7 separate regions of the Mus musculus genome follow, and regions 2, 3, 4, 5, 6 and 7 are each linked to region 1. The links are chromatin contacts, called in public HiChIP or PLAC-seq maps. All regions are on one chromosome and are shown on one strand. The core of a region is the stretch at or near the end of the contact, and the rest is flanking DNA. Distances in the headings are between cores, read along the strand shown. Region 1 has its middle 27 kb from the start of Pds5a. Region 2 overlaps Chrna9 (cholinergic receptor, nicotinic, alpha polypeptide 9). Region 3 overlaps Smim14 (small integral membrane protein 14). Region 4 holds the start of Smim14 (small integral membrane protein 14). Region 5 holds the start of 4930480C01Rik (a long non-coding RNA gene). Region 6 has its middle 12 kb from the start of Gm32556. Region 7 has its middle 12 kb from the start of Ube2k.

Region 1 (3,918 bases), core at 669-3,168:
CTGGGCTGGTGGTTCTCGGTGCTACAAAAAAGCAGGCAAAATGAGCCACAAGAGTAAGTCATTAAGGGCTGGTGAGATGGCTCAGCAAGTAAGAGCACTGACTGTTCTTCCAGAGGTCCTGAGTTCAAATCCCAGCAACCACATGGTGGCTCACAACCACCTGTAATGAGATCTGACGCCCTCTTCTGGTGTGTCTGAAGACAGCTAGAGTGTACTTATGTATAATAATAAATAAATCTTAAAAAAAAAAAGAGTAAGTCATTAAGCTGGGCGGTGGTGGCGCATGCCTTTAATCCCAGCACTTGGGAGGCAGAGGCAGGCAGATTTCTGAGTTCAAGGCCAGCCTGGTCTACAGAGTGAGTTCCAGGACAGCCAGGGCTATACAGAGAAACCCTGTCTCAAAAAACAAAACAAAAAAACAAAACAACAAAAAAAGAATAAGCCATTAAGTAGCACTCCTCCATGGCCTTTGCATCAGCTCCTGCCTCCAGGTTCCCACCCTATTTAATCCTGTCCTGACCTTCTTAGACAATGGACTGTGATAGAAGTATAAGCCATATAAGTCATTTCCTCACATTGATTTTGGCTATAGTGTTCTATCACAGCATAGAAAACTCTAACTAAGACCTTATCTTAAAAAATAAAGGTGACTGCCCAGGCATGAGAGAATATGCCTTTAATGCTAACCCTGGACAAACAGAGGCAGTCAGATCTCTGCAAGTTCAAGGCCAGCTTGGTCTACATAGCAAGTTCTAGGCCAGCAGGGATGTATATGTATATGTGTATGTGTATGTATATGTATATGTATTGAGATCCTATCTCAAAAATAAGTAAATAAATTAATAGGGAGGGTTTGAATAGATGGCTCAGTAGTAAAGAGTGAATATTGCTCATTTCTCAGCCTCCCCATTAGACAGCTCACAATCACCTGTAATTCTATCTGTATGAAATCTAATACCCAGTGGAACCCCATACTCACGCACATACCTATGTATAGATACATATACATATACCTAATTAAAAATAATAAATATTTTAATTCTTTAAGATTTATTTTATGTGTATGTGTTTTGCCTGCACATATGTACACATACCAAGTGTGTGTCTGGTGCTCCGTGGGCCCATTAGATCTCCTGAATTTAAAGTTACAGATGGTTGTGAGGCAACACGTAGGTGCTCTAATTGAACACAGATCCTCTGCAGGAGCAACAAGTTCTCTTAATCACTGAGCCAGCCATCCAGCCCCATCCTCCCACCCCCAAAATTTTAATGGTAGAAAGTAATTAACTAACTTCAGGCCTCCACACACATACATATGTAATACCACACACAAAATTAAAACTACAAATAGATTAGGGGAAAAAAAAACAAACTTGTGCTTGTTAATCATTTATCAAGGGGAATAGAAACAACGTGGAAAATTTCAGGCAACAAAATCGCTGTAGCTTGTAAATGTATTGTTAGTCAATAAATTCTGACATTGTGGAAAGACACAAACATGGCAGTCTATGGTTGGAACATAGCAGACTCCCAATACCCAGGCTGGCCTCAAACTCTCTCCTGAGAACATGAGCTTCTGGGCCCACCAGTAATGACTTTTGGAACTCCCATGGTGACACTATTAACCTTAGAATCACTTAGTAGGTTGGTATTTAAACTAGCCAGATTCGGGTTTATGTTTTTTTTTTTTGTTTTTTTTTTTCACCGTTACCCAACATCTCTAAAAGCCTTTCTCACACACGTTCCCTGGATCTCTGATGGTATAAACGTGTCTATTCAAACAATTCTTTCTAGCCCAGTATACCTCTTCACAGGTTTCAGTTGCTACCTCACTTTTAGAGGCCTGCTGGGACTTGAATCTGGTTACAGATCTAGAAGCAAAGGGCGGTTACCAGTTACCGGTAGAGGTCGGTCTTGAGATCTGGCCTGCCTATTGCATTGGAAAGAGAGAACAATTTCCTCCGGCTATTCAGGCTAAACAGCACGAGGGTGGCTGTGTGAATGTGTGTTGGGGGTGGGGGGAGTCCCGCCTACAGCACGAGGGTGGCTGTGTGAATGTGTGTTGGGGGTGTCCCGCCTACAGCACGAGGGTGGCTGTGTGAATGTACGTGTTGGGGGAGCAGGGGGGTGGAGTCCCACCGAAGATGCAAAGATCTCTCACTGGCAATGGAGATTCAGCAGACTAGAACAACCCAAAGCCCTGAGCGCCTCCAGGATCTTCCCACCCAGTCTCATTCCTATTTTGTGCAGGAAGTAGGTGCTTGGGGGTGGAGATGGGGGCGGGGGTTAGGGGGAATGACAGAGTTTCTGGAGGTCTCTTTAAAAAACAAGGAGGAAGCAGCTTCAAGAGAACTGGACTGCCTTCCGGCCGGTTTTTTCAGTTCTTTCTCGGTTCCCTGTTGAGCCGTAATTTTACTCCCGGGGAGGGGGCGGGGCGGGGCGAGGGGGGCGGTGTCTATGAGGCGCCAGGGAGCCTATCACTATCCATCTCTTGCTGTCTACCTGTATCTCAGTAGCTTGCTCACTCTAGAGACTAGGTACTGTATCTCATTAGGTGTAAATGTGGTCTATCAGTTTTCTTTAGTCTGTTTTTGTGGTGTTGGGAATTAAACTTAGTACCTCAGAGATGCTAGGTAAATGATCTGCCACTGAGCTACATCCTCAGTCCCGAAATTCACTCTGTAGACCAGGCTGGCCTGGAACTCACAGATTCCCCCTGGCACTCAGGAGGCAGATACAGTTTGTGTTTGTTAGTACTTTGTTCTGTGTTCTTGGACTTAGACTGATGACATTTTTTTGGATATTGGACAGACTAAAAGACAAGTTAGTTACTCTTTGCTTCTCTGCATGACCCACTTGTAGGGACTTTTTGACTTGCAGGTGATCAAAGCAGTAGAGGAGAGAGTCTTTAGGCCAGGATCCTTCAGGCACCCGGACCAAGGGCCCTTTATAGTTACCTAGAAGAATCTAGTGGAGGAGCCCTCCCCCCACACACACACCTAGATAAAAGCCTTTCTTTCTCAAGAGCCACCTCACAGGTTCTGACCATCAGGAAGAAGGAAGAGCAGGAGGAGGGATCCGGACCTAAAATTTTGATCCTCCAAGATCCTTCAACAGCGGACCTGTTACTCTAAGACCCTCCTCCTCCAAATCTCCCTACCCTCGCCCCCAAGGCCTCACCAGTGCCAGTACCATTTCTGGGATCCTCAGCCCATATGAGACCAAGGCCATTGCACCCCCTTTTACTGGAGGGAGGATCAGGAGGAGACCTGAGAACCACCTCCCCTGATACCATGGTGGCTCTCCCATTAAGGGCACATGGGCCTCTGAAAAAGGGCAACCAGGCTATGCAATATTGGCCCTTCTCTTTGGCCAACTTGTACAATTGGAAGGCCTAACCCCCACCCCCACCCCCACCCCCTTTTTCAAAGGGCCAGTTAATCTCTTTGAGACTGTTTTATTTATAATGCAAGGAAGCCAGAAGCCAGAATGAATACCCCCTCAGACATGAGGGCACCATCGATTGACCAGGCTGTCGTGGACAGTGGGCTTTCCCTGACTAGACCTGACTGGGACTTCAATATGGCAAAAGGTAAGGGGCGCCCAAAGATCCACCACCAGACTCCACTGGCAGGTCTCAGGGGCTGCATGATGACCCACAAATTTGACCAGGGTACATGAGGTTAAGCAGAGACCAGATGAGTTGCCCACAACCTTTCTAGAGCAGCTCATGGGGGCATTCGCTAATTTGCACCCTATGACCCCAGCAGCATCTTTGTCACAAAGCTACTGTGACAATGGCTTTTATAGACCAGGCTAGAAGAGACAACAGGAAAAAGCTTCAGAGGCTAGAGGGATGACAGGATAAGCTCTTGAGGGATTTAGTGCAGGTTGCTGAGAAAGTCAACCATAAAGGGG
Region 2 (3,918 bases), core at 1,032-3,531, 250 kb before region 1:
TTAAAGGCTTAATATGGCAACGACCTCATCCTTAGAGTGCAAAGGAACAAAGGTGGTGTTGCCAATATGAAAAGAAAAATTCTTTCCCTCTAATGTCTGAAACTAGACTTTCTGTGGGACAAAAAAAAAAAAAATAATCTTTGTTGTTGATGTATTTAATTTAATTTTTCTTGAGATAGGATCTTATTACATAGTCTTCATACAGACCAGGCTGGCCTTGCACTTGTGGTCATCCTCCTGCCTCTGCCTTCCCAGGGCTAGAATTACAGATGTGATGTAATTACCATAAACGGGCCAGGACAAAATCTTGAATTTGCCAATCAGACTTGGGTTACAGCGCACCCCATCTGAACAAGGCACCCCTGAGGTGTCTATCATGCTGAGTGTACATGATTCATTTCTTTTTGTTTAAAAAAAAAAGTTTTACTAGAGATAAGAGAGAATGAATTGTTTTGTCTTTTCTTGCTTTAAATCTTAAGTAGGAACTCACCGTGTTTTGTTATCTGCAATAATAAAGAGATAAAGAATTACATAAGGGCTGGAGAGATGGCTCAGCGGGTAAGGGCACTGACTGTTCTTCCGAAGGTCCTGAGTTCAAATCCCAGCAACCACATGGTGGCTCACAACCACCTGCAATGAGATTCGAGGCCCTCTTCTGGTGCATCTGAAGACAGCTACAGTGTACTTATGTATAATAATAAGTAAATCTTTTAAAAAAAAAAGAATTACATAAACTGAGAGCTGCCACTCCCTAAAATGGGAGGCTGTGAGGGCCACCTCTCCCCATCATGGGAGGTTGTGAAGAGGCTCCTTTCTCACTTTCTTCCTTCATCCCTTTATCCTTGAAAGTTTTCATCTCCTGCTTGATTTAACCTGACACGCAGCTACGATATTGATTGAAGTTAAGAATAAAAGCATACCGAACCTATCCCTAAATTATGTATGAACAGCAATTGAACTCAAACACTGGTGGAGATCACACGTGAAATTTATTGATTTTTTTTTCTCCAAATATCGAATGCCTACCAACCCACTCCTCCTCTTTCTTTCTAATCTGCTCTTGCTATGATCAAGACGGTCATGACAAACACCATAGCGAAGAAAATCCACATGAAGAAACGGTCTATGACCTTGGCGACCTTCTTCCACTCGCTGCCCTTGGAGTTGGTGGCCTTGTGGTCCTTGAGACATTTGGCAATGTATTCAATATTTTTTGTCAGTGCTTCATAGCGTGCACAGTAGCTGTCAGTATTCTGGGGGATCCCACCCTGGTACCCTAGGTCATTCTTTAGGAGTTTTCTCAGTTCCTTCTTTCTGGAAAGGTCTTTGTTTCTGGATGCTTTCAGGTTGGACCCTGGAAGTTTGCCATAAACCTTCGTGATTTGTTCTGGCTCCTGGCTGTGACGGGGGCTAAGGCAGCTCTCACCCACATCGTAGACAAACAAGATCCTGGACATGTATTTCAGGATGACCACCTTGGCCCAGTGTGGTACTGGCCGGGCTTCCGCCCCACAGAAGTGGATATTCATCACCATGATGGTAAGGGCTGTGGAGGCGGTGATCAAGGCCATGGTAGCTATGTAGTATTTTCCTGGAATGAAAGGAACACCACCAGCTAAGTTCATTTTTATATCTCTTCATATTCAATGAAAAAAGAACCAGACACCATTCCGAAGAAATAGGTGTACCCTGGTGGTCAGCAGTAGAGTCTTTCTTATCTGACTTTCTAAGTTTGAAATCCAGAATCATTACCCCGACTAGACTCAGACTCAGACCCAAAGCAAAGTGTGTACTTGAACTTTGTGCTCTATAAAACAAGCGTAGTCAGTCTCCAACTTACAAAGGTACAGGAGCCATAACAGAAATGACACTCTCAACCACCCTGGACTGTGATCTAAACAGCTCACCAACGTTTACCAGCATGTGAAAAACCAGTCCAATCTCATCCAACAGACAACAATGGCCCTTGACTGTTCTTAGAATACCCCCAGGCCTCATGGTTATGGAAAACAATCCCTATAGCCTGAGAAAGGAGACAACTAGCAGCTGTCCTTAAATGTGATTTCTTTGCCTAAGGCAAAAGTACAGGAAAAGCGGAGAAGGAAGAAAGACATAGGAAGGTACATGTAAATGAAATAAACACTGAACAAAACAGGCAAAACAGACTAGCAATTAAAGCCGAAGGATGAGATGATTCCGCGGGTGAGATCACATGCTCTATAAGCACCGGAACCCGAGTTTGAGTCCCCAGCATCCAAGTAGAAAAGCACATATGGCTCCGCGTGCCTATGCCTCCAGCGCTGGTGGGCAGAGGCAGGCAGAGCCCCAAGGCTCACAGACCAGCCAGCCTAAAGGAAATGGTGACCTTCATGCCTCAACGCGGTAAGATGGAGAGCAAAAGGGAGGTCTGCCCTTGCCTCAGCAGGACCCGGATGTGAGTGAATGACCATGGGCCCCCACCCGCAGCCCCAACCCCAACCCCACCTCAGCCCCGCCTCAGCCCCCCCCCCCCCAATCCCCAGCCCCAGCCCCACCCAGTCCCCACCCTCATTCCCTACAAACAAAGCCAGGGGCAGGCTTTTGAAAAGAGGAATAAGACTGGACCAAAATATACATCTGTAATCTCAGTATCTCAGGAAGTAGAAGCAGAAGGATGCTTGTGCCAGGAAGTAAGGGTTAGCCTGGGCAACATTAGAGCCACTTTCAAAAACAGAAACAGTAATAAAATTGATAAATCTTTTGTTGTTTGTTTTGTTTTGTTTTGTTTTGAGACAGAATTTTTCTATGTAGCCCTGCTGTCCTGGAACTCATTTGTAGACCAGGCTGGCCTTGAACTCAGAGATCTGCCTACCTCTGCCTCCTGAGTTCTTGGATTAAGACAAGCACTACCATGTCTGGCAAACAGCTAAATCTTTAATAAGGTCACTCATGGGGAGAGGAGAGGAAAGCAGGAGTTTTAATCCTGAAAAATGGTAAGAAAAGAGTAGTGCCTCATTTCTCCTACAGACATATTTGGAAAGTTTTATGTAATAAAATTATTTAATATATTTTTATTTGTATTTATTGATTGATTGGTTTTTTTGAGACAGGGTTTTTCTGTATAGCTCTGGCTATCCTGGAACTCACTCTGTAGACCAGGCTGGCTTCGAACTCAGAAATCTGCCTGCCTCTGCCTCCCAAGTGCTGGGATGAAAGATGTGCGCCACCACCACCCAGCATTATTTATCATTTTTTAGACAAAATTTCAGATTAGCTCAGACTGACCTTGAATTTGTCACAAAGCTGAGGTTGATCATGAACCTCTCTCTAATCCTCTAATTATGGGCGTGCATTATCATGCTTGGTTGTATGTGGTGGTGGGGATTGAACCCAGGTTTTCTTTCATGTTAGGCAAGAGCCCTACATGGTGACTTTTTATTTATTTATTTTTCAGTAGTTATATTGAATTTGGGACTTCCTACACATTAGTCAAGTGCTCGTCCATTGACATGTATCCCCACTCCCCAGAGTGTCGTGATAGATCATGAAAAAGTAGGCTTGGGTTAAGGAATCCAAAATTTGAGACAGGAAAGCCCACTGATGTAATTCACTGCATTAATGGGTGAAAGAGAAAATGTATATGGTTATCTTATAAATGGAGACAAGACACTTGGAAATTGCCTGGTCCAGGACAGCGTTGACAGTCCTGTGACAAATGAGCCGTGAACAAACTTATTGACGACAGAGGCAGAGTAGTGTGTGTTAGCTTTACTGTGATATAGCTGCAGCGGCAAGACAGAGAGAGACAAGGGAGAGAAAGCGAGGGGTAGCTTTTATGGGGTGGAGACTTGAGGGGACAGCCAGGCAGTGAGTGCTTCAGTGGAGTCCCTGGGTTTATTGTGGTTAGTGACAGCCTGGCCTTGAGGTAATTCTGCTTTT
Region 3 (3,918 bases), core at 511-3,010, 250 kb after region 1:
GAGGGAAGACCAAAGTGTAGAATTCTTTTAAAGTTTAAGTTTATTTTATGTTCTTTTTTTTTTTTTTTCTTTTTAGCTACATGTACATCTGTGAAGATGTCAGAAGTCCAGGAACTGGAGTTACAGATGGGTATGAGCTGCCATGTGGGTGCTGGGAATTGAACCCAAGCCTTCTAAAAGAACTCTCAAAAGTGCTCTTAATAGCTCTGGCCACCTTTTTGTTTGTTTTGTTTTGTTTTTTGTTTTTTGTTTTTCGAGACAGGGTTTCTCTGTGTAGCCCTGGCTGTCCTGGAACTCACTCTGTAGACCAGGCTGGCCTCGAACTCAGAAATCTGCCTGCCTCTGCCTCTGCCTCCCGAGTGCTGGGATTAAAGGTGTGCGCCACCAGTGCCCAGTAGCTCTGGCTATCTTGCCAGCCCCCAAAATAGAAGTCTTTAGAACATACACATGTAAATTCAGAAGACACAGTTTTGAGAGATATACTTGTGTTGCATCTAGATTAACCCAGAACTCACATTCTGGCTCATGCGGCCCTTATCTTCTCATACAGTGGGGCCTACCTGTTTATGCTATTCTCTCCCTCACAGTACACTGAGACATATTATTTCTGTCCCCTAGGCACATAACCTGTAGGTAAACAGTTATAGAATGCTTTCAAATACCAAGATGGTGAGGATTTGGGCTGTTTGTGTTTATCTCTTTATAAACAAGTGTCCTTTAGTTACTAAGTGACAGGGTGGCTTAATGTATAGGGCTTTGGTTTGTTTTGGAGTTTTTAGGCAGTAATTGTGTGTGTGCATGTGTATGTCCATGTGTGTACTCTGGTACATGGCATGGCCGAGGGCAGAGGACAGCGTTTAGGAGTCAGTTCTCTCCTACCTGGTGGTTCTCATGAACTCAGGTCAGGTCGTTTGGCAGCAGCCTTTCTAGCCATCGCATCAGCCAGCATTTAAAAAAAAAAAGAAAAGATGTAATTTACTTTTATTGGGGTGTGTATATGTGTGTGTGTGTGCTTGAGTGTGCATGAGAGCTTGTGCTCTACATGAATGTAGGTCCCCTCAGAGGCCAGAAATGGGGATGCAGTCCCCTAGAGCTGGAGTTCAGCATGGGTGTTGGGAATCTACCTTGACTACTCTGAAAGAGCAGCTAGTAGTCTTAGCCACCAAACCATCTCTCTAGTCACCCAACATTTTTTCAGCCAACATCTCTCATTCACATGTATGTGCAGATATGAACATGTATATGAAAATATACATACCCATGTGCCAAAATATAATTTCATTCAAATAGAAAAATAAGGGGAATTATTATCTTCTGACCACTATGATTATTTCAAATACTATCCCTCTTTTCACTTCCCCAGTTTAAATTCTGGCTGTGTGCAAGCCCTGCATAGTTTTTTAAAGCCTCAACCACAAGAATTTCACATTGAACATGGAAATTTCTAGCTTCTTTCTTAAGAGGAAACTGAAAGTGTCACCCCTCCTCCCCTCCCGAGTGTGTGTGTGTGTGTGTGTGTGTGTGTGTGTGTGTGAGAAGACAGAGTTTCTCTGTTTAGCCTTCTCAAGATCCCTCTTGGAGTAGAGAACAAGCATTTATTGAAGAAAGAGAATCCATGATCGACAAAAGAAAGGTTGAATGAGGATGAATATTTTTAGAATAAAGTCTCAAAAATTGAGGAACATTCAAGCTGCAGTCATGTGGGGGCCTTGGAGCAGAGAACATTTTTTTTTTCCTGGTAAGCTGGTCAGACTGGCTTTGACCAGACATCCTGAACATGGAACCTTATGGCTTTAGCTTCCCAAAAAGCTGGAACTATACCTTGTGCCCCAGACCCTACTCTAAAACAAGTATTTTGAGAAGAGTCTTAACCGTATAGCATGTCTGACCTGGTATTTGCTGAGTACATCAGCCTGGCCTTGAACTCCTGCCCCCTGAGATTGAGGGTATGGGCCACATCCCTCCCTCCCTCCCTCCCTCCCTCCCTTTCCATCCGTCCGTCCGTCCGTCCGTCCATCCATCCATCTATCTATCTATCTATCTATCTATCTATCTATCTATCTACCTACCTATCTCATCTTTAGACCAGGTTTCTCAGTATAGCCTTGGCTTTCCTAGAATTCTCTGTAGACCAGTAGTAGTATGGCTTTGAACGAGAGAAGTACTTACCACTACCTCCCAAGTGCTTGGATTTAGATAATTTATTTTTAATGTTATTTTAAAATTTACTTTGTGTGTTTGCATCTGTATGTACGAATGACTGTATATATGAGAGAGAGATCTGAGTGTGTGCATGCACGTATACTGTGTTGTATCTGTGGAGGCCAGGGGAACAGTGTGGGAGTCGGTCCTCTCCTTCACAGTATCTTGGTTCAGGCCCAGGCCATTAGGCTTACAGAGCTTGTGCTACACATGCTGAGCTCGTCCTTCCCTCCCCTACTTTCAAATACAACGTTGGAGCCACTTAGGTCAGAGAAAAGCAAGTAAGCTGTGTATGTCTGTGTGGGCAACGCATACATGTACCTGCGTGTGTCTCCAGGCCAGAGGAGGACATAGGATTCCTTGATGTAGAATTACAGCCAGTGTCAACCACTTGACATGGCTTCTGGAAACCAAACTTGGGTCCTAGAGACAAGCAGCAAGGGCTCTTAACCATTGAGCCATTTTTCCAGCCCTATAAAAAAATTCTTAATTTTACATGATAGGTGATTAAAAGCTAATAATAGAGAATACCCCTGGACTCAGTTAGACAAAAAGAATTTGAAAAAGGATAAATTGACAAGATGTTCAGTGTCATTAAAATTTGGGAAGAAAAACCAAGAAACAGTTTTGGAGCCTTAACATCCTAGCAAAGGGTTTTGTGGTGTTGCACACCTTTAAGCACTCAGGAGACAGGCAAACAGATCTCTGCGAATTCAAGGCCAGTTTGGTCTGCATAGCCAGTTGCAAGCTAGTCATAGCTGTAAAGCGAGATCTTGTTCAAAAAGAAAATTAATGGTTTCAGTGTAGTGTGCCCCTTGGATGTTCTTGAACATCTTAAGAGATTGTGTCTTAGGAAAGAGTTTTTAAAATAGATTATGCTCACATACTAGAGTAGTAATATCTGTGTGACTGTATTACTATATAGTTAGCAGTGTATACCCTGTGCTGTTGATAAAAGTGGCAAAGCTCTTGAAGGAAAAGAAAAGCGTTAAGTTCTTTTTATATAAGCCCTTAACCTGAGACATGTTAGTTTTAATATTCTATTCTAAAATGTGTGAACATTAAGATGGGTACTGCAGTGTTTTGGCAAGGCCTTAAGTGCAGAGTTTGTATTTTTAGGTTTCACATAAAAGGGTGTAGAACCAGGCTGTTCCTCTGGTGCCTCTGGGGCAAGACAGTGGATTAGAAGAAGGTTGCCATTTCTGTACTTGCCGGGCTCTTGAAATGAGTTGATCTGAAGACTGGCACGGTCGGCTGCTTTGCTCGCTGCTTTGCTCTTGATACTTACTGCTAGTTGTTCTTGATACTTATTGCTGGTTACAAACAAGCAATAAACAAGTAAGTTTGTTTCTTTAAGGAATCAAATCCCAGCCATAAGCATCATCCTCAGAAGCACACATAGTAGATTTACTGTCTTTTCCTAGCTTCCACAGTTGGATGAGGCCATTAAGTTAGACCCTTGCAAAGGCGAACTTAGGTAAGTTGAACCCAGGAGGCTGGCTTGAATATTTGTCTTTAATGGCCAACTATAAATTTATTAACACTGGACATTTTCTTCACTAGATATAGAAACAGCTGCCAAATCCACCAAGAAAAGACCTGGTGGAGAGAGGCTGACCATTTCTGCAGCACTGGAGATGGCTCTGCTCTGTGACAGCCAGGGTCATTCAGCGGCCTTTCCTTACTAGGAATTGTCTAGGAGTGGCTGGGCTTGAG
Region 4 (3,918 bases), core at 855-3,354, 230 kb after region 1:
CCATCTTGGGCCCTAGAAAGATGGCTCAGAGTTTGAAAGCAGTGGCTGCTCTTCTAGAGGACCTGGTTTCAATTTCCAGCCCCCACATGGCAGCTCAGCACTGTCTTGTGGCTCCAGTTCCAGGGGGATCCGACACTCTCACACAGACATACATGCAGTCAAAACCAATGCACATAGAAGTAAAAATAAGTTACATATATGTGTATGAAATGCTGTCTTCATAAAGTGCTAGTATTACATGAAAAAGGATAGTGTCACTTGGTTGATGTAGAATCTCTGAAAATATTTCATGCAGACGTCAAAGAAAATAGGTGACTTTAAGGAATAAAGTAAAAATAACGCATACAAGTGGATTACAAGCTGGGAAGTCAGGTTCGTGGTGTATTTGTTTGGCAAGTGGTCGAGACAGGGTTTCTCTGTGTAGCCCTGGCTGTCCTGGAACTCACTTTGTAGACCAGGTTGGCCTCCAACTCAGAAATCTGCCTTGTCTCTGCCTCCCAAGTGCTGGGATTAAAGGCGTGCACCACCACCGCTTTTTGTTTTGTTTTGTTTTTTCAAGACAGGGCTTCTCTGTGTAGCCCTGGCTCTCCTGGAACTCTATGGACCAGGGAGCCTTAAACTCAAGAGTTCCACAGACCTTCCCTTCCTCGTGCTGGGATTAAGGGGATGTGCCATCACTTCCCGGAGCAGTTTTGTTTTTCTCAGCTCAGCCACTGAGAATCATGAAGGTTTCTTTCCTCTGTTTTAAATATGGGATGTTTCTTCATTGAAATTTTGTAGTTACAGTGTGTACCAGGGAAGACAGAGCTCCCCTGCTTGTTTTCGCTGGTCGGGTTTTGTTTTCTTTTCTAACTTGTAACCTTACCAAAGAAAGCAGGCCATACCTCAGTAGAACACGGATTGTGAACCATGTAGCCAAAGACAGACTGTGCAGCACTGTTTTAAAGGGTTTTGTTTTTCTTTTTTTGTTGTCAGATTGTTAAACTATTAGGGAAGAAAATGAAATTCCAAGTGGATGTTTTCTGCCGTTCACTATTTTTTGTCCAGACTTTAGATTCTCAGGATAATTTTTTTCTTGTACTTTCTTATAAAAATATGCTTAGTTTCGTCCAGAGTTCCTCGAGGTCATTGGATACATCTGTAGAATTACGGCTGCCACAGCTGCTTCCAGAGGTGCTCTTTTTGCTTATCAGGCTCCACACTTCAATTTGCTGGTATTTCCCGTCCTTTCTTACATGGGAATTAAGCTGTCTTTGGATTGTTGAAATACTGCTTCCTAACTTCCAAGCCCAAGAATGGTGTGCTGCTACCTCCTTTGGCCACATTCCCTCCTCCACTAGGAGGGCAAACCCATGGCTAGGCTCCCCTCACTTTTAAAAACAAAAAACAAAAAAACCCAGACATATTCTATGCTGCACTGGCTGGGCTCAAATTCACATACTCCCACCCACTCCCCCAGGGTTTCTCAATGCAGCCCTGGCTGTCCTGCAACTCGCTCTGCAAACCAGCCTGTCTCTGCTTCTGCTGTTGAGCCATCACATCCGGCTTCTAACATCTCTCTTTTAAGGTTAAGGTTGAACTTAATTTAGGTCTGTTTTCCAATCCAAAATCCGAACGTCATCAGGATCACTCATCCCTCCCCACCTCCCAGCTGACATGCTTCTGTAATCTTCGAGTTCCGATTTTCACGCGTGCCTGATGATGAACTCCCACCGCCACCTCTGCAGGTAGACCGGGTCTCAGCAGTCATCAATTTGTGCGCGCGCCCCTCCGCCTAAGTATGACTAAACACCGCCGTGGACAGAAGCCATTCCCTCGACAAACAGACAGACACGTCAGATGATCATGACCACGGAAGACAGCACGGAGGCGACGTGGGACAACTTAACAGCCGGGTTGCCCTTCCTTCTCGGTGGAGCAACCCCACCCCGCCACACCGGAACTGCCTCCCCCACGCCGGGCGCGCCCACGCACGTCAGCGCCGGAGCTGCGGGAGCCGCCCCCCTCCGACGCAGGTGGCCCGCGCGACACGCGCATGCTCCCTAGGTAGGGTCACGAGCGGCTCCGGGTGCTACAATCTGTTGCGCCGCCCTCGGGGAGCCCGCAGATCCGGGTCTCGTGGCTAAGAGTGACGTGGTCTATCGAATCCAAACAGAGGGGAGGAGGCCGGCGGCCAGCAGCATCGGCAGCGACAGCGGCGTCCGGAACGCTCCCGGCCGCCACCCTCCCCGCCCGCCGCTGTTTTGGGCGGGTGAGTGTCCCGTCCCCCCCTCTCTCCCCGGCCCACCGCCCTCCTCGGCGACCCTCTTGGCGTCGCCACTTCTGTGGCCGCGCGCACCCGGGGACCGCTGCGGCGGAGCGGGCGCCTTTGGCTGGGCGCTGCACCCGGGGAGCCCGCAGCCGCTGGCCCGGCAGCCTGCAGCTGGGCTGCACAGGCACCCGCAGTCCGGGTGCTTTCACTTTTAGGGCCCCATAGGCGGCGCGGGCGTGCAGGGGGTTAGGGACAGTCACCCCGAAGGCCGGGCGGTGGCGTTTGCCTGGTGGGTTCGATGAAGTCACCCGGACGGGGCCCTTTTGTTGTGGTGTGTTGGTAGCTGCCATCCTAAAAGCCAGAGCTCTTCTTTAGCCTCCATTGTGTTGCGGATTTAAAGGATTCCCCTTTTCTGTTGGTTCAGTTCTGTTGGTTCAGTACGTGGAGCCGGGGCTGACAATGGAGCAGGTAGCAGCACCGTTATCGGAAGGAATGCAGGGCAACAGCCTGGCAATGGTTTGAGATCCGTGTCGCTGCTTAAAGCCGAAGTTTTCCGAAGTGGCTGCTTAAACGTTAGGATTTTAGCCAAGATGATACTTGCTAACTGTAGCGAGGCGGCAGGATGCTTTTAGTTGCCCCAGTTGGAAAAGCCGAGGATGCGGCCTTAGTAATGGAGTGCCCTGGGTTTACAGCTGGAGCGCCTGATGAGCTTCAGGAAGCATTTATACCTGCATGTGTGGAAGACACCCTCCCGATTTTGTGTTGTGGTGTCACTTGGCAGCTATCCGTACCAGAATTGGGAAAAACCTACAGTTTACCAAGGGTTCTAGTCTGGAAACGCTCGCTGCCCTGTGTCTGCTGTGGAGGTTAGGGGAAGCAGCTGCGTGCTCCTGCTTCAGGTGACTCCCTGCTCGCGCAGATTCCTTCAGTGTAGCCGCCCACCCTTTTGCCCTCCGCACTCAGACCAGAAAACCAAGCCTGGATGTTCCATCGTGTTTTCGAAAAGGGACATTTCCCCCTCTCCAAGATACTTATAGTGTTTCTGTGGAAAGCAGCAGGAAGGAACGAGGAAACAGATTGATTGCTGTCCATCAAATCTGGGAAGAAGTCTTAGGAATTTAGACCCCTATCTTTGAAGGGTGTGCCCTTGGGCAGTAACGGACCTCGTATCAAATCTTTTCCTCCTGTGTAGATCATGGATTTTCCCTCTTTTTTTTCTCCCATACTTGGAATCTTGATGATATAGACAAAGGAGAATTTTCTTTTTGCACTTCCCCCTTTTCAGATTTTTTTAAAAAACCCTCACCCTTTTTACTATTCTAAAACAATATTTTTTGTTTTGTGAGATGTTTTTGTAGTGATTGGAGGAGATGTTTATAGAAGTACATGAGGAGGAAAGAATGATAATCGCGTCTCTCCTCTTGCCGGAATGTTAGTTCATATCCTTCAAGATGCTTTTGCAATTGCTTTACAAAAATATGGTATCATACTACATTTGTTATTTACTTATTTATTTTATTTAATGTTAATGGGTATTTTGCCTATATGTATGTTTGTGCACCTTGTGCATTCCTGGGTGCTCAAGGAGGTGGTGGATCCTTGGGATTGAAGTTACAGAGGATTATGAGTGGCTGTGTTGCTGGGAACCAAACCCAGGTCCTCTGGAA
Region 5 (3,918 bases), core at 669-3,168, 230 kb before region 1:
TGCTGCCCTCTTCCATGCTTCCATGTTGTACAGACTGTCCCTTAGCCAAAAACATTTCCCCTTTCTTTGCCCAACGAGCAAGGCCTTTCTCTTTCAGGGCTCATTTTGAAAGTCATGTAATTAAGGATGCCTTTTCCCCAATCTCCCCCTTGTCTCAAGGACGTTCTTGAAGTTACTGGTATATCAACCTAGCATTCCTACCTCTTCTTCAATCCCAGTGTTGCGTGATTTCTCTCCCCAAACCCATGCTGACCCATTTCACATATTGTCTTCACAGCTCCATGCCAGAAATATAAGAGGTAACCAATAAACACTCATGAAATACAGGACAGTCTTGGCCAGAGTCTGGACTTTCAGAGTGCCAACAGAGAGAGCCTCTCCCACAACACACCTCCTCAGGCAGTCTTGCTTGGCCTCCCGTGAACAGGAGTGCTGCCTTGTGTCCACCTTGGGGGACATAGTAGCTGCACTTTGGGACTTAGGCTATATTGCATGTGTGTCTGGGGAGGACCTGGTTCCCTAAAGGGCAGCCTTGAGAGGCCAGGTGTACAAAGGAGTAAAGGCTCTGCTAGAGACACCAGGTACTTGTTCCCACCAGCATCACACGCAGCTTGTCAGAGCAGATCCCTGCTTGGCCTCGGAGCTGGCAGGTTCCAGGCAGAATGGAAGAAGCTAAACAGATGTGGGCTCCACCCTAGATCCAAATCCAGAAAAACAGCCAAGTCAATATATGCACAAGACTGTAAGCTCCTGGGCAGAAGATTCCAGGTTTACCTACCTCAAACTGCAACACCACAGGAATCAAGGATTGTGGTGACCCTTTTTAAATAAGAATAAATGTTTGGCCAAGGAGAGGTGGCTAGAGACGTTTACAGTGTGAACAGACACTAGGAAGTCAGTTCTGTAAGAATTTAAAGACTAACCCAAACTTAGTGGCAGAGGCCTGTAACCCCAGTATTTGAGAGGCTGAGGCAGGGGGATCGTGAGTTTTAGACCAGCCTGGGCTGCATGGCAAGAGCCTGCCTATACAAACAACAACAAAACTCTCGCTACTCAATCTGTACTGAACACATTTATTGAAAGCAGAGCACAGGGCTCATAAGAGAATATTTGCTTTATCAGTGCGTTTGTGGACTGTCTGGAAAAAAAAAAGGCACACTTGTAAGCTAAGCTGTGGTAAACGAGTTAAGTATTGCCGAGGGAGTAGACCACAGGGGAATGGGGTTGATTTATCTTCCCGATGAGAGGTTAGGAAAAGAGGGAGTCCATGGAGCCCCAGGCTGGGATGTCACAGGAGGCAGAGATCACGAGTCTCTAGAGATTCAAGGGCATGTGTCAGTATCTGTTGGGTCCTAGAGAGACCTCATGGCAGAGGCCACCATACTGCCAGACAAGAAGCCAGAGAGAGAATTAGACTTTCACCACAAACCACTGAAAAGTCCCTGAATCCCCTCCAAGTGAATTACCCCTAACAAACCACTGACCATCTCCGGGCCACTGCACTACTCTCAAATGTTCTATGTCATCCTTTACTGGCCCACTAGGGGGCGTAGCTTCCAGCATAAACCTTTAAGGGAACACTCAAACCACATTCAAACTGAAGCAGGCTGCATTTGTCACTCAAGACCGTGAGACATGGAGATGTAGCTCAGTCATACAGTGTTTGCCTACCATACGGAAGCCCCCATCACTGACAAAAAAACAAGAAGAGTAGTGGATAAGCACAAACCTATGTAGGGTCAGCCTATGTACGATAAGCCCAGAGTACAAAGATGAAAACGTGCCTGTCCTGAAGAATTACCTCATAAGAAAAGGCCGAGTAAATACTAGTCCTTCTATTTGTCTGATTTGCCGTAACAAAATACTTAGGGCTGGATACGTTGTAAAGAAAGGAAGGTTATATAGCTCACAGTTCCAGTATCTTAGGCAGCTGCATCTCCTGAGAGCCTTTGTGTTGTGTCATAACATGGCAGGTGACATCACACAGTGAGAGAAAGAGAAAGAATATGAATCATGGGTGCGTAAGGAAGCAATAAAGTGAACCAAGACCAGCACCACCCCCCATTTCCCCCACCCCCTCCCCATCGCCCCACCCCCACTCCCAATCCCCCAGCTACATAGAGTTCCAGGCCATCTTGGACCATGTGAGATTCTGCCACAAGAGGGCCGAGCTCTGACACTATTTTTTTCAGAAACTCGCCTTTTCTTGCTGAAAATATAGTAGTCAATGTCAACAGAATACACTTCCTGGGCTGAGTAACGCCTTCTGTGGGCGCTTGGGGGAAGAACAAGGGCCCTGGAAACAATAAGGTTCTTGGCTCCGCCCCCTTCAGAGTCCACAGTGAGGGCCAAGGCTTTTATTGCCCTGGTTCCAGTTTTCAGTGTTTCCTCTCGATTAAAAGCCCCCTGGCTGCCCAGGATTGCCTGTAATGACAGTAAACGACTACAGAGACTGTGAAGCAATCTTTTCACATCTTAAGATGCAATCTGTCTGGCACAGCCCCTGGCGGCCTGAGTTCACGGCAAAGCTATTGTGGTGTGCGTGGGGGCATTGGCTTTGGCTCCCCCCCCCCCCTCGGTTTCCCACACCCTCTGAAATGACTGAGATTTCTGTCAGATTTCTCGCCTATGACAATCCTCATTAACTCAGTCATTTATTAGTAATAAATTAAAAAAAAATCGTTGGCAACTGTCTGCCCCTAGGGTCACAGTAACTCAAGTCCCCATGACCAAAACTGGGTGGCAAAGCTTGTTTCTCCTTAGCGGGTCTGCATTCATCCAGTGCAGTTTCTCGAAGACACGCACACACGCTGTAGCAACAATGGCAGTGACCATGAGTTCCCAAGCCCGTTGCCTAGAAACCACTCCTTGTTTCTGAAACTAATTTAAACATGAGAATTCAGCTTGTGACTCAGGCCAGCCATGCATGGCATGGTTTTCTCTCTCTCTCTCTCTCCTTTCTTCTTTCACATCACAAAATAATACATGCTTATTCCAGAAAAAAAAAAAAGAAAAATATGAAAACAAACGATCTAGAGGCACAAAAAGTCTCCTATAATCTCATTATCAGAGACAACCACTGTTGTCTCTTGGGGATATTTTCTCTTTATTTTTACTTTTCTTGGTTTTTTTTAGTGGTTTGCCTGTGTGCATGTATGTGAACCATATGTGTTCCTGGTGCCCTCAGAGGCCAAAAGAGGATGTTGGGCCCCTTGAAGTTATAGGCAGATGTGAGCCATCATGTGGGTGCTGAAAACCAAACCCCAATATTCTGCAAGAGCAGCTGGTGCTCTGAACTGCTGAGCCATCTCTCCTCCCTTTGGGGTATTTTCTTTTACGTCTCTCTTTATTATGCGCATGGTAGAGGCAGGGAGAGACTGAACATAGCTGACATTTGACAGTGAGACAACCTGTCTGTGGAGTCTCGTTTCTCCTTCCACCTTTATCCAGAACCTCTGTGCCATCTCTCCGGCCTGGAAATATTTTCTTCCTCCAAATTCTGAACATTGTTAAGAATAATTCTGGCATTTACATCAAGATTAATACTGAATTTACCTGTCTGACAAAATTTTCCAACTGTTTACTAAAATCTGCATCATATAGCAAGCTTATCTATCTATCTATCTATCTATCTATCTATCTATCTATCTATCTATCTATCTATCTATCTATCTATCTAACAGATCTATTTTGGTTATTTTCAGTCTATTACCATTTATAGTGCTGTCATGATCATTTTAATACAAAATATTTTTTTGTCCTTGTTTTCTGAGATACTTTTGCCATGTGACCAGGCTGATCTTGAACTTGCCATCCTCCTGCCCCTACCTCCCTAGTACTGGGAGTACAGTCTTGTGCTACCGTGCCTGACTATCAAAAAAACAAAAAGAGTTTCAAAGATCCTGAACATTGTATAGC
Region 6 (3,918 bases), core at 490-2,989, 210 kb before region 1:
CACATGTCTAACTGACAAGCAGAAACAATTTGGAGAATCATGAAGGGTCTTTTCCTTTGTAAACCAATTCCAGTTTCTTGGTCTAGAGCATGGACCATGACTCCGTGTAGAGCATACAGGAATATATTAGTTAGAAGACAAATGAAAGGATGGAAGAGATGGATCCGTGTTTATGACCATTTACTATTCTTCTGAAGACTCAAATTTGGTTTCCAGCTCCTGCCAGTCAGCTCGAAACTTCAGCTCCAGGGGATCTGATGCCCTCCTCTGGCCTATGCAGGTACCAGCACACATGTGACTCTCTCTCTCTCTCTCTCTCACACACACACACACACACATACACACAAATAAATCTTTAAAAATAAATACAACTGGGCTGAAGAGATGGCTCAGCGGTTAAGAGCACTGACTGCTCTTTCAGAGGTCCTGAGTTCAGTTCCCAGCAACCACACAGTGGCCCAAAACCTTCTGTAATGGGATCTGACACCTTCTTCTAGTGTGTCTGAAGACAGCTAGAGGATATTTATATACATAAAATAAATAAATAAATCTTTTTTTTTTAAAGATGCAATTGAGGTTATATATAAATGGAGTCTTTTTCTTTTCTTTCTTACATGTCTCAGGCTGACTTCAAACCCACTATGTAGCTGGGGATGAATTCCTGTCTTTATGTCCTCTGTCCTGGAACTTCAGTATGTGCCACTGTCCTTGGTTTACTGAGGATCAAACCCAAGGCTTCATACATGTTAGGCAAGCTCTTTACCAACTGAAACACTACCCTAGCCTCGGAGTTCATTTCTCTGATATAAGAATCTAAGCAAACTTTTTACAGATCTGGTGGTGGAGATGATGACCCAGGGTGATGGAGATCCAGTTTCTACCATCTTTTGGCTCTGCAAGTCTCAATGTATAGCTTTTGTCTTGAGATGTCAAACGGCTGCTCTGGCTTCCACTATTGTTTCTATAGCTCATCTGACAAGAAGAAGAAAAGGAGCAAGAGGTGACATTATACCTTTCTTTAAAAACATTGCTAAAGGTTCCACACATCAGTTCCACTGACTAACAATTAGTCATATGTCCATACCTAGCTGCAAGGGAGCCTGGGAAATGTAGTCCTATCTGGGAAGTCATAAACCTAAAACTATTGTGCTAATAGAAGGAAAGAATGTACTAATGGGCAACAGGTAACAATCTCTGCCCAAAAGACCAGACAGGAAGGTAAGTCAGTGAATCCTGCAAAGTATGAACCATAAAGCATGGGGGAATCATAACACATAAAATTACATGTATTTATGTATCTTCTATTTACCCATGTACTTATTACATATGTGTATATGTTGGGGCATTGGATACCACAGCATGTGTGTAGGTCAGGGAACACTTGTGAGAGTTGGCTCTTTCCTTCCACCGTGTAGAACTTGAGACTCAAACTCAGGACATTACACTTGGTAGTATGTTCCTTTATCCACTGAGCCACCTTGCTGGTCCCTAGGGACTACATTTTAAGGGGTACCTCTTTCATCCTGGATAATACTGTGATGCAAAAGTTGAGGTTTTGTGCCCACATCTGCTGATGTTCAAAATAAGTCGGAAATCAGCCTTTTAGCAAATAAGATCTCCTAATTTTAAAACATTGGTTTAAAAATATATTTTTAGAGCACCATTAAAGCTAATATTTGTGGGCTGGATACAGCCCAAGAGTTCCCCTTTGGGGCTCTGTATAAGATATGATTTGCATAGAGGCGCTAACTGTGCTTAAATCCCTGCAAATTTTCTGAACTACAAAATTAGAGCTACAAGACAAACAGGGTTAGTAAAGAGCTGTGAGAGAGACTGACCTTCCACAGCAAGTCATTTGCTTGGCTTGTGGGTCAGGCACTGGAACAAAAGAAAATCATGAGTTAGGCACAATTCCATCCTTCAGGTATTAAATGTCACCTGCAGATGTGAAGCAAATCTCAGTCTGGGTCAAAACGACAGGAGTCGTTCACTAATGACACATGAATTGGAGAAAACAGACAGAGAAGGTACAGTGCCAGCCATGGAAAGGTGTCCCTTTGTCTCCTGATGTTGGAGGTATAACTGCCACCTGACGCTGCTCTTCTGGATTCACTGCCACGTTTACATTTCTTGGCCAATCGGAGACTAAACAGAAAACCCATTCTCTCCCAGGCCAGGCCAAACATTTCCTGTAGGCCTAAGACTTCCCACAGTCTCCTTCCTGGTTTTATGTAGTCAGAAGTCACAAGTTTAAACCGCGTCCTCCTGCCTCTTCCTTCCCTGTCCTTCCTCCTCTTCTCAACTCATCTAATACCATCTTGGCATTTACTTCTCCTCAGCCCTCCGCAGACATGATAAAAGCGCTAATGGGATGAACGGGAGCTAAAAATAAAAGGAGCACGTGGGAGGGGCAGGAAGAGACCCCTTTGATATCAACTAACAGATGGAGCATTTTACTGATCACGTACTAGGATCAAGGGCCACATAATACAGCCTTACAGCCTTTAAGGTAACAAAACAGAGTTCCCCACAGTTTGTGTGTATGGAACAGCTTATCCAAAGTCATCCTCCAAGAGGTGGTGGGCAATGATTCAAACCCTAGCGTGCTCAGCTCCAGTGCTCAGCGGCACATCACCAACTACTTGTACACCCACTTCCCAGTTCCATTATATTCAAGTACTCCCAGCACTGTCTTCCTGACTTTATCTGTGGACAGCAAAGGGACAATCATGAACTCCTTTTCAGCTGATGTTTGCTGGATTCGTTGTTGTTATCATTTCTTTGTTCTCTTGGACAGGGCTCACTCTGTAGCCCAGACTGGATTTATTTATTTTTTTATGCATATGAGTATACTGTAGTTGTCTTCAGACACACCAGAAGAGGGCATCAGATCTCATTACAGATGTTTGTGACCCACCATGTGGTGGCTGGGAATTGAACTCAGGTCCTCTGGAAGAGCAGTCAGTGTTCTTAACCACTGAGCCATCTCTCCAGCCCTCCATTTTTCTAGTACAGGGATTATGGACACCAGTTACCACAACCAACTTACACTAATTGTTTTAGTTTGTTTTGTTTTGTTTTGTTTTGTTTTGTTTTGTTTTGTTTTGTTTTGGTTTGGTTTGTTTTGGTTTGTTTTGGTTTGGTTTGGTTTGGTTTGTTTGGTTTGTAATTTTAAGCTCACTGCCTGGCACAGTTGGTCAAGTCTGTTTGTATGCCTTCTCCAGCAGCTGGGACAACGTCACTCTTAGTCTTTCTGGAATAAACCACTGAGCTTGGCACTCTGAACTGGTGTGGTGGACTTTGAATCGTTGAATGGCTACCTTGGCCAGGGAACTGCATCCCCAGCCTCCTGCAGAGAACAGCTGGGGTGAGATGCTTATAGAACATCTCACTGAATTTGTCAGCCTGTTGGGCTTGTCTCAAACTTTGCCTTTGGACCACTTCCTTTGGACCCCGCTCGAGTCTTGTTTACTGAGCCTTTGTCTTTCTTGGCCAAATTTCTTGTCATCCTTCAGCTGTGGGAAGGCTGGGAGGTAGTAATAGGACTTCAGCTTACCTAATATATTGGACCAGAGAGAGAAAAAGGAGAATTCTAAAATTTTGACTATGTTTATTTTAAAAGGAAACATGATATTCTTAAAATAAATGGTGAATTTCTATCCCCTCACCATGATTTAAAGGCAACCCTAACAGTACTTGTAATAAAAATAATAGAATCAAACTTTATTTACAAAATGTTATAACTTTTGTCATTCAGTTCTGTTTTTTGTTTTGTTTTGTTTTAAGACATGGTCTTTTGTAGCCTAGGCTGGCCTCAAACATACCACACAGCCAAGGCTAGCCTTTAATTCCTAATCTTACTGCTTCTGCCTTCTGAGTGTTGGGATTATTGGTACAAACCATCAGGCCCAAACCAGT
Region 7 (3,918 bases), core at 925-3,424, 200 kb after region 1:
GTTTTTCGAGACAGGGTTTCTCTGTGCAGTCCTGGCTGTCCTGGAACTCACTTTGTAGACCAGGCTGGCCTCGAACTCAGAAATCCACCTGCCTCTGCCTCCGGAGTGCTGGGATTAAAGGCGTGCGCCACCACGCCCGGCACATGTTAGTTTTGGGCCAAGAAAGGAACTAGTCCCTTTACTTTAGGGGTCCTTTACCCAGAATCACCTTGCCAGTCAATGTCGATCTTTTGTTCTCATCAATATCAAAATACATTTGGAATGTTCTGAAACCTACCAAATAAATACTGTAGTCCAGCCTAATTCATTATCTGTGTGAAGTTAGAGAAGCTGTAGGTGATGTCATTTGTATCAAGCCCAGGTCTATGTGTAAAACTGTTGTGAAAACGGCTTACTTTGCCCTGTGTTGGTGAGCAATGAGAGGATTCCTTTTGACAGAAGCTTCATGGCTCAAACACAATAATCATGGTCCCAGTGGGGGGAAAAATGTTTCAAACTATATAAAACAAAGAAATCAATAAGTAGTGAGAAATGCAAAGGAGGTTATGACAATATTTTCTTTTGTTGCTTGGAGACAGGGTCTCACCATGTGACTCTGGCTGGCCTGGAACATGCTGTGTAGACCAGGCTGCCCAAAATGCACAGAGATCTGTTTGCTTCTGCCTTCCAAATGTGGAGTTTGAAACTGCACCACCACATCTGACTACTTTTGGTGAAGACAACTAAAAAGGATTTTTATATGACAAAATATTTGTACAGTAGGATAGGATTTTGTCCTAAAGTGACTATGACAGTATAACACTGCTGGTGTGTATGTGGGGGGGGGGGGTTCTCTGCTTGTGACCCCAACACTTGAGAAGCTAGGGCAAACTGCTGCTAGTCTCAGAGCCTAACAATAAGCCAGGTGTGATAGTGCATACCTTTCATCCCAGCAGAGGGAGACAGAGGCAGGTGGATCCCTTGTGAATCTGAGGCCAGACTAATCTACATAGAAACAGGCCAGCCAAGGTTACACAGTGAGACTGTCTCAGTGGCCCTGCATTGCCACCGTAAACCATAGTCAGAGCTTCCCCCAAAGGAAGCTCAAGCACGTATATGGAAGGTCCTTTCGGAAAGGAACCAGCTCTAAAGCATCCTGATGTAGAAATTAAACTGGCCATAAAACATAATCACCTTGGGCATTAGATACAACCTAAATTGGCATACAAAGTAAAACCTCCTTCAGAGACCAGTTCACTGGGGGATTAGATCGACTCGGGAAATAATCTGTCTATTGTGAGGGAGAATTCCTGAAAAGAAGCTGTGTCTACAAAGTCTGATTGACTGACTAAAGGCTCAGCGCCTGGAGAGTTTGGAATGTTGCAGGTCTAGGACCTAATTAGAATGTAACTTGGGCTGTCTTTAGCACCCCGCAAGGAGCTTTTCATTGCCCACCACCTGTGTCACACCGAACCTCCCCCTAAGCTGATGAAAACTTTTGAACAGAACTTGACAGAAACCTATCTCCACCAAGGGACTAAACAAGCCATCAGAGACCTATATCTTTCTCATGTTCCCATCAATACATTGTTTAAATGCCTTGATTTATTACTTTCTTTGTTCTGTTATGAAAATTTGATGAAACTGCTTCCACAGTGGGCCATGCTATTTGGGGAGATCCAAATCCTGGGTCAAGATCATTCATTTTTGACTCCAGAATAAACTCTTATTCCCAATAGATGAGAGCTGGATTTTGTGTCAGTAATACTTGTGCCTTTTTGTACCTTACCTGAAGCTTAAAAAACAGATCAAGTGCCACCTTTAGGATGCAAACTAAGCAAGTGCTGACACATTCAGGACCACTCTTTTAATGTTTTGAATTCCTTCTCTATGTCCTTGAGCTGAGCATATTCAAAGAAATGTCTCTCATCTTCCCTTCTTGATTTAAACTAAGTAACCCAGGCCTCTCTGTATGAATATGTGTGGGCTGGCCAAAAAAAGTCTCCAGGATTCCTTTGTTCAATGAAGCAGTTTGGGAATAAACACAATGCTATTTTATCTCTTGGTGTGCTTTGCTGTGTATGCGTGTGTTTCTTGGAATCAAATCCATGGCTTTATGCTAAGTGACATGACATAATACCTGACAGAAACAACCTAAAGAGGTGTATTTTGGCTCGTGATTCAGGGGATACAGAGCAATCATGGCAGGGAAGGCGTGGTACACGGTGACTCAACCATGATATTTGGAGCTTGTAGTACAACTCATTACATGCTGGCTGGCAGATCAGAGAACAGAGTTTCTAATGGACCTGCAACTGGACCATAATCCTTAGGCCTCCCCACTAGTAACCCACATCAGCCAACTAAGCATTACTACCTAAAGGTTCCACACCTAATGCTGCTAGCTGGGCCCAAGTGTTCACATACATGAGCCTGGGAGGACAGTTCATGTTCAAACCGTGACACAACTACTGAGCAAACACTCCACCACTGAGTTCTTTCCTCTGCTCACAGCATTTTGTGTGAGGACCATAGTTGATCCTGCATCAGTTAGGTTATAGTTGGTATAATGGGTCCTACCAATCATTGCTGTGTAGCTCTTACACAATAATAAGCAAGTGCTTAGAGTAGTAATACTAAATGGTAAGTGATGATTGTGAGCATGTATTTAAGAAGTTCTAATTTTATTTCACTTGAAATACAGGTAAATCGGGTTCTCCTCATTGGGTATTGGTGCAGCAGGGTTTGTTGTTTTTAAGTGCACATACCAATCCATTGAGTCACTCTATGATCAGCCTCTTTAGATTTGTACTCAGCTTATTACCTCCTAATCACCATCTTTTTTTTTAAGATTGATTGATTGATTGATTTAATGTAAGTACACTGTAGCTGTCCTCAGAAACTCCAGAAGAGGGAGTCAGATCTCCTTATGGATGGTTGTGAGCCACCATGTGGTTGCTGGGACTTGAACTCAGGACCTTCAGAAGATCAGTCCAGTGCTCTTACACACTGAGCCATCTCACCAGCCCCTAATCACCATCTTGTTATCTACAAGTTAGTTTTATTTTTGAGACAGGGTCTCACTATGAAGCCCTAGCCAGCCTAGAACTCTGTGTACATCAGTCTATCACTAATTGTTATCTACAAGTTTAATAAGCATTCTTTGCTCTTTCATAGTAAACCATTTGAGAAAATGGTTTGGTTTTGTTGTTTTGTTTTGTTTTGTTTTTGTCTGTTTTGTTTTGTTTTGTTTTTAGAGACAGGGTTTCTCTGTGTAGCCCTGGCTGTCCTTGAACTCACTCTGTAGACCAGGCTGACCTCAAACTCAGAGATCTACCTGCCTCTGCCTCCCAAGTGCTGGGGTTAAGGCATGTGCTAAGAAAGCGCATTAAAGCACTGCCTGGCTAAGAAAATGTTTAATTAGTAAAACTGCAGAGATTTTTTACAAAGGGCTAAAGAGTTATATTTCAAAACAAGTTAGGTGATCACCCACCCTTCTTACCATTTAATATCTGATCAGATGCCTCTAAAAATAAGGATGTAAAGCCACATTATTTTCTTGATCTATTTCTATAGGAATAACAGTGATGAATAACAACAATGAGTACGGGCTGGTGTGATGGCTCAGTGGGTAAGAGTACCCGACTGCTCTTCCAAAGGTCCAGTGTTCAAGTCCCAGCAACCACATGGTGGCTCACAACCATCCGTAACGAGATCTGACGCCCTCTTCTGGTGTGTCTGAAGACAGCTACAGTGTACTTACATATAATAAATAAATAAATCTTTAAAAACAAACAAACAACAACAACAACGAGTACATAGCCAGGCTAATCTGTTTATTTTGAGATAGAACTTCTCTCTGTAACCCTGGCTGTCTTGGAACTCACACTGTAGACCAGGCTGACCTCAGCTTCTCAAGTGCTGGGATTAAAGCCTTGT

The links. HiChIP or PLAC-seq counts read pairs in DNA pulled down with a chosen protein or histone mark.
Region 2: a contact with region 1 is called in an H3K27ac HiChIP or PLAC-seq map of embryonic stem cells, with 5 read pairs. The contact joins two enhancer-like sites. A contact is called at or near these places in 5 of 115 datasets of contacts at active chromatin or transcription factors (embryonic stem cells, microglia and stem cell-derived neural progenitor cells) and 4 of 9 other capture datasets (adipose tissue, liver, macrophages and 1 more).
Region 3: a contact with region 1 is called in an H3K27ac HiChIP or PLAC-seq map of acute myeloid leukemia, with 5 times the contacts expected there. The contact joins two enhancer-like sites. A contact is called at or near these places in 1 of 484 Hi-C or Micro-C datasets (nephron progenitors), 2 of 115 datasets of contacts at active chromatin or transcription factors (acute myeloid leukemia and pancreatic cancer cells) and 2 of 9 other capture datasets (adipose tissue and pancreatic islet).
Region 4: a contact with region 1 is called in an H3K27ac HiChIP or PLAC-seq map of microglia, with 4 times the contacts expected there. The contact joins the promoter of Smim14 here to the enhancer-like site in region 1. A contact is called at or near these places in 2 of 15 datasets of contacts at CTCF or cohesin (CD8 T cells and the NIH/3T3 cell line), 1 of 484 Hi-C or Micro-C datasets (nephron progenitors), 11 of 115 datasets of contacts at active chromatin or transcription factors (the 230-238 cell line, astrocytes, bone marrow-derived macrophages and 8 more) and 3 of 9 other capture datasets (adipose tissue, liver and pancreatic islet).
Region 5: a contact with region 1 is called in an H3K27ac HiChIP or PLAC-seq map of T-cell acute lymphoblastic leukemia, with 2.6 times the contacts expected there. The contact joins the promoter of 4930480C01Rik here to the enhancer-like site in region 1. A contact is called at or near these places in 2 of 15 datasets of contacts at CTCF or cohesin (the NIH/3T3 cell line and large pre-B cells), 9 of 484 Hi-C or Micro-C datasets (the Ba/F3 cell line, the G1E-ER4 cell line, the N1E-115 cell line and 5 more), 12 of 115 datasets of contacts at active chromatin or transcription factors (the NIH/3T3 cell line, T-cell acute lymphoblastic leukemia, bone marrow-derived macrophages and 5 more) and 4 of 9 other capture datasets (embryonic stem cells, liver, macrophages and 1 more).
Region 6: a contact with region 1 is called in an H3K4me3 HiChIP or PLAC-seq map of bone marrow-derived macrophages, with 2.7 times the contacts expected there. The contact joins two enhancer-like sites. A contact is called at or near these places in 12 of 39 promoter capture datasets (the 3T3-L1 cell line, 3T3-L1-derived adipocytes, the C10 cell line and 7 more), 9 of 484 Hi-C or Micro-C datasets (CD8 central memory T cells, the N1E-115 cell line, bone marrow-derived macrophages and 5 more), 6 of 115 datasets of contacts at active chromatin or transcription factors (the 230-238 cell line, the NIH/3T3 cell line, bone marrow-derived macrophages and 3 more) and 2 of 9 other capture datasets (adipose tissue and liver).
Region 7: an H3K27ac HiChIP or PLAC-seq map of embryonic stem cells shows a contact between it and region 1, with 19 read pairs. The contact joins two enhancer-like sites. A contact is called at or near these places in 7 of 39 promoter capture datasets (fetal liver, frontonasal cranial neural crest, hematopoietic stem and progenitor cells and 3 more), 2 of 484 Hi-C or Micro-C datasets (embryonic stem cells and nephron progenitors), 9 of 115 datasets of contacts at active chromatin or transcription factors (the SCID.adh cell line, bone marrow-derived macrophages, effector CD8 T cells and 6 more) and 2 of 9 other capture datasets (adipose tissue and liver).

What each region holds. Positions count from the first base shown.
Region 1 is chr5:65,722,946-65,726,863 of GRCm38.p6, reverse strand. No RefSeq gene overlaps it. Among named protein-coding and RNA genes, the nearest start is that of Pds5a, 27 kb to the right of the region's middle. Within about 2 kb of position 1,918, at least 335 of the 459 cell types and tissues checked have an H3K27ac peak or open chromatin away from gene starts, as enhancers often do. A contact at or near this core is called in the 230-238 cell line, the Ba/F3 cell line, CD8 T cells and 24 more, where this site is marked.
Region 2 is chr5:65,974,379-65,978,296 of GRCm38.p6, reverse strand. Chrna9 (cholinergic receptor, nicotinic, alpha polypeptide 9) reads right to left here. Exons shown (of 5, transcript NM_001081104.1): 5 at 811-1,591. The coding sequence ends at 1,050. Among named protein-coding and RNA genes, the nearest start is that of Chrna9, 9.2 kb to the right of the region's middle. Within about 2 kb of position 2,281, at least 10 of the 459 cell types and tissues checked have an H3K27ac peak or open chromatin away from gene starts, as enhancers often do. A contact at or near this core is called in embryonic stem cells, where this site is marked.
Region 3 is chr5:65,473,538-65,477,455 of GRCm38.p6, reverse strand. The region is part of intron 1 of Smim14 (small integral membrane protein 14); the gene reads left to right. Among named protein-coding and RNA genes, the nearest start is that of Smim14, 17 kb to the left of the region's middle. Within about 2 kb of position 1,760, at least 48 of the 459 cell types and tissues checked have an H3K27ac peak or open chromatin away from gene starts, as enhancers often do. A contact at or near this core is called in acute myeloid leukemia, where this site is marked.
Region 4 is chr5:65,491,069-65,494,986 of GRCm38.p6, reverse strand. It overlaps Smim14 (small integral membrane protein 14), which reads left to right and starts at 2,104. Exons shown (of 5, transcript NM_133697.4): 1 at 2,104-2,251.
Region 5 is chr5:65,949,343-65,953,260 of GRCm38.p6, reverse strand. 4930480C01Rik (a long non-coding RNA gene) reads right to left here and starts at 1,918. Exons shown (of 2, transcript XR_376988.3): 1 at 1,802-1,918; 2 at 1,054-1,383. It also overlaps a transcript of Chrna9 not described here.
Region 6 is chr5:65,929,797-65,933,714 of GRCm38.p6, reverse strand. No RefSeq gene overlaps it. Among named protein-coding and RNA genes, the nearest start is that of Gm32556, 12 kb to the right of the region's middle. Within about 2 kb of position 1,739, at least 16 of the 459 cell types and tissues checked have an H3K27ac peak or open chromatin away from gene starts, as enhancers often do. A contact at or near this core is called in the HPC-7 cell line and bone marrow-derived macrophages, where this site is marked.
Region 7 is chr5:65,523,312-65,527,229 of GRCm38.p6, reverse strand. It overlaps a transcript of Smim14 not described here. Among named protein-coding and RNA genes, the nearest start is that of Ube2k, 12 kb to the left of the region's middle. Within about 2 kb of position 2,174, at least 23 of the 459 cell types and tissues checked have an H3K27ac peak or open chromatin away from gene starts, as enhancers often do. A contact at or near this core is called in embryonic stem cells, epiblast stem cells and stem cell-derived epiblast-like cells, where this site is marked.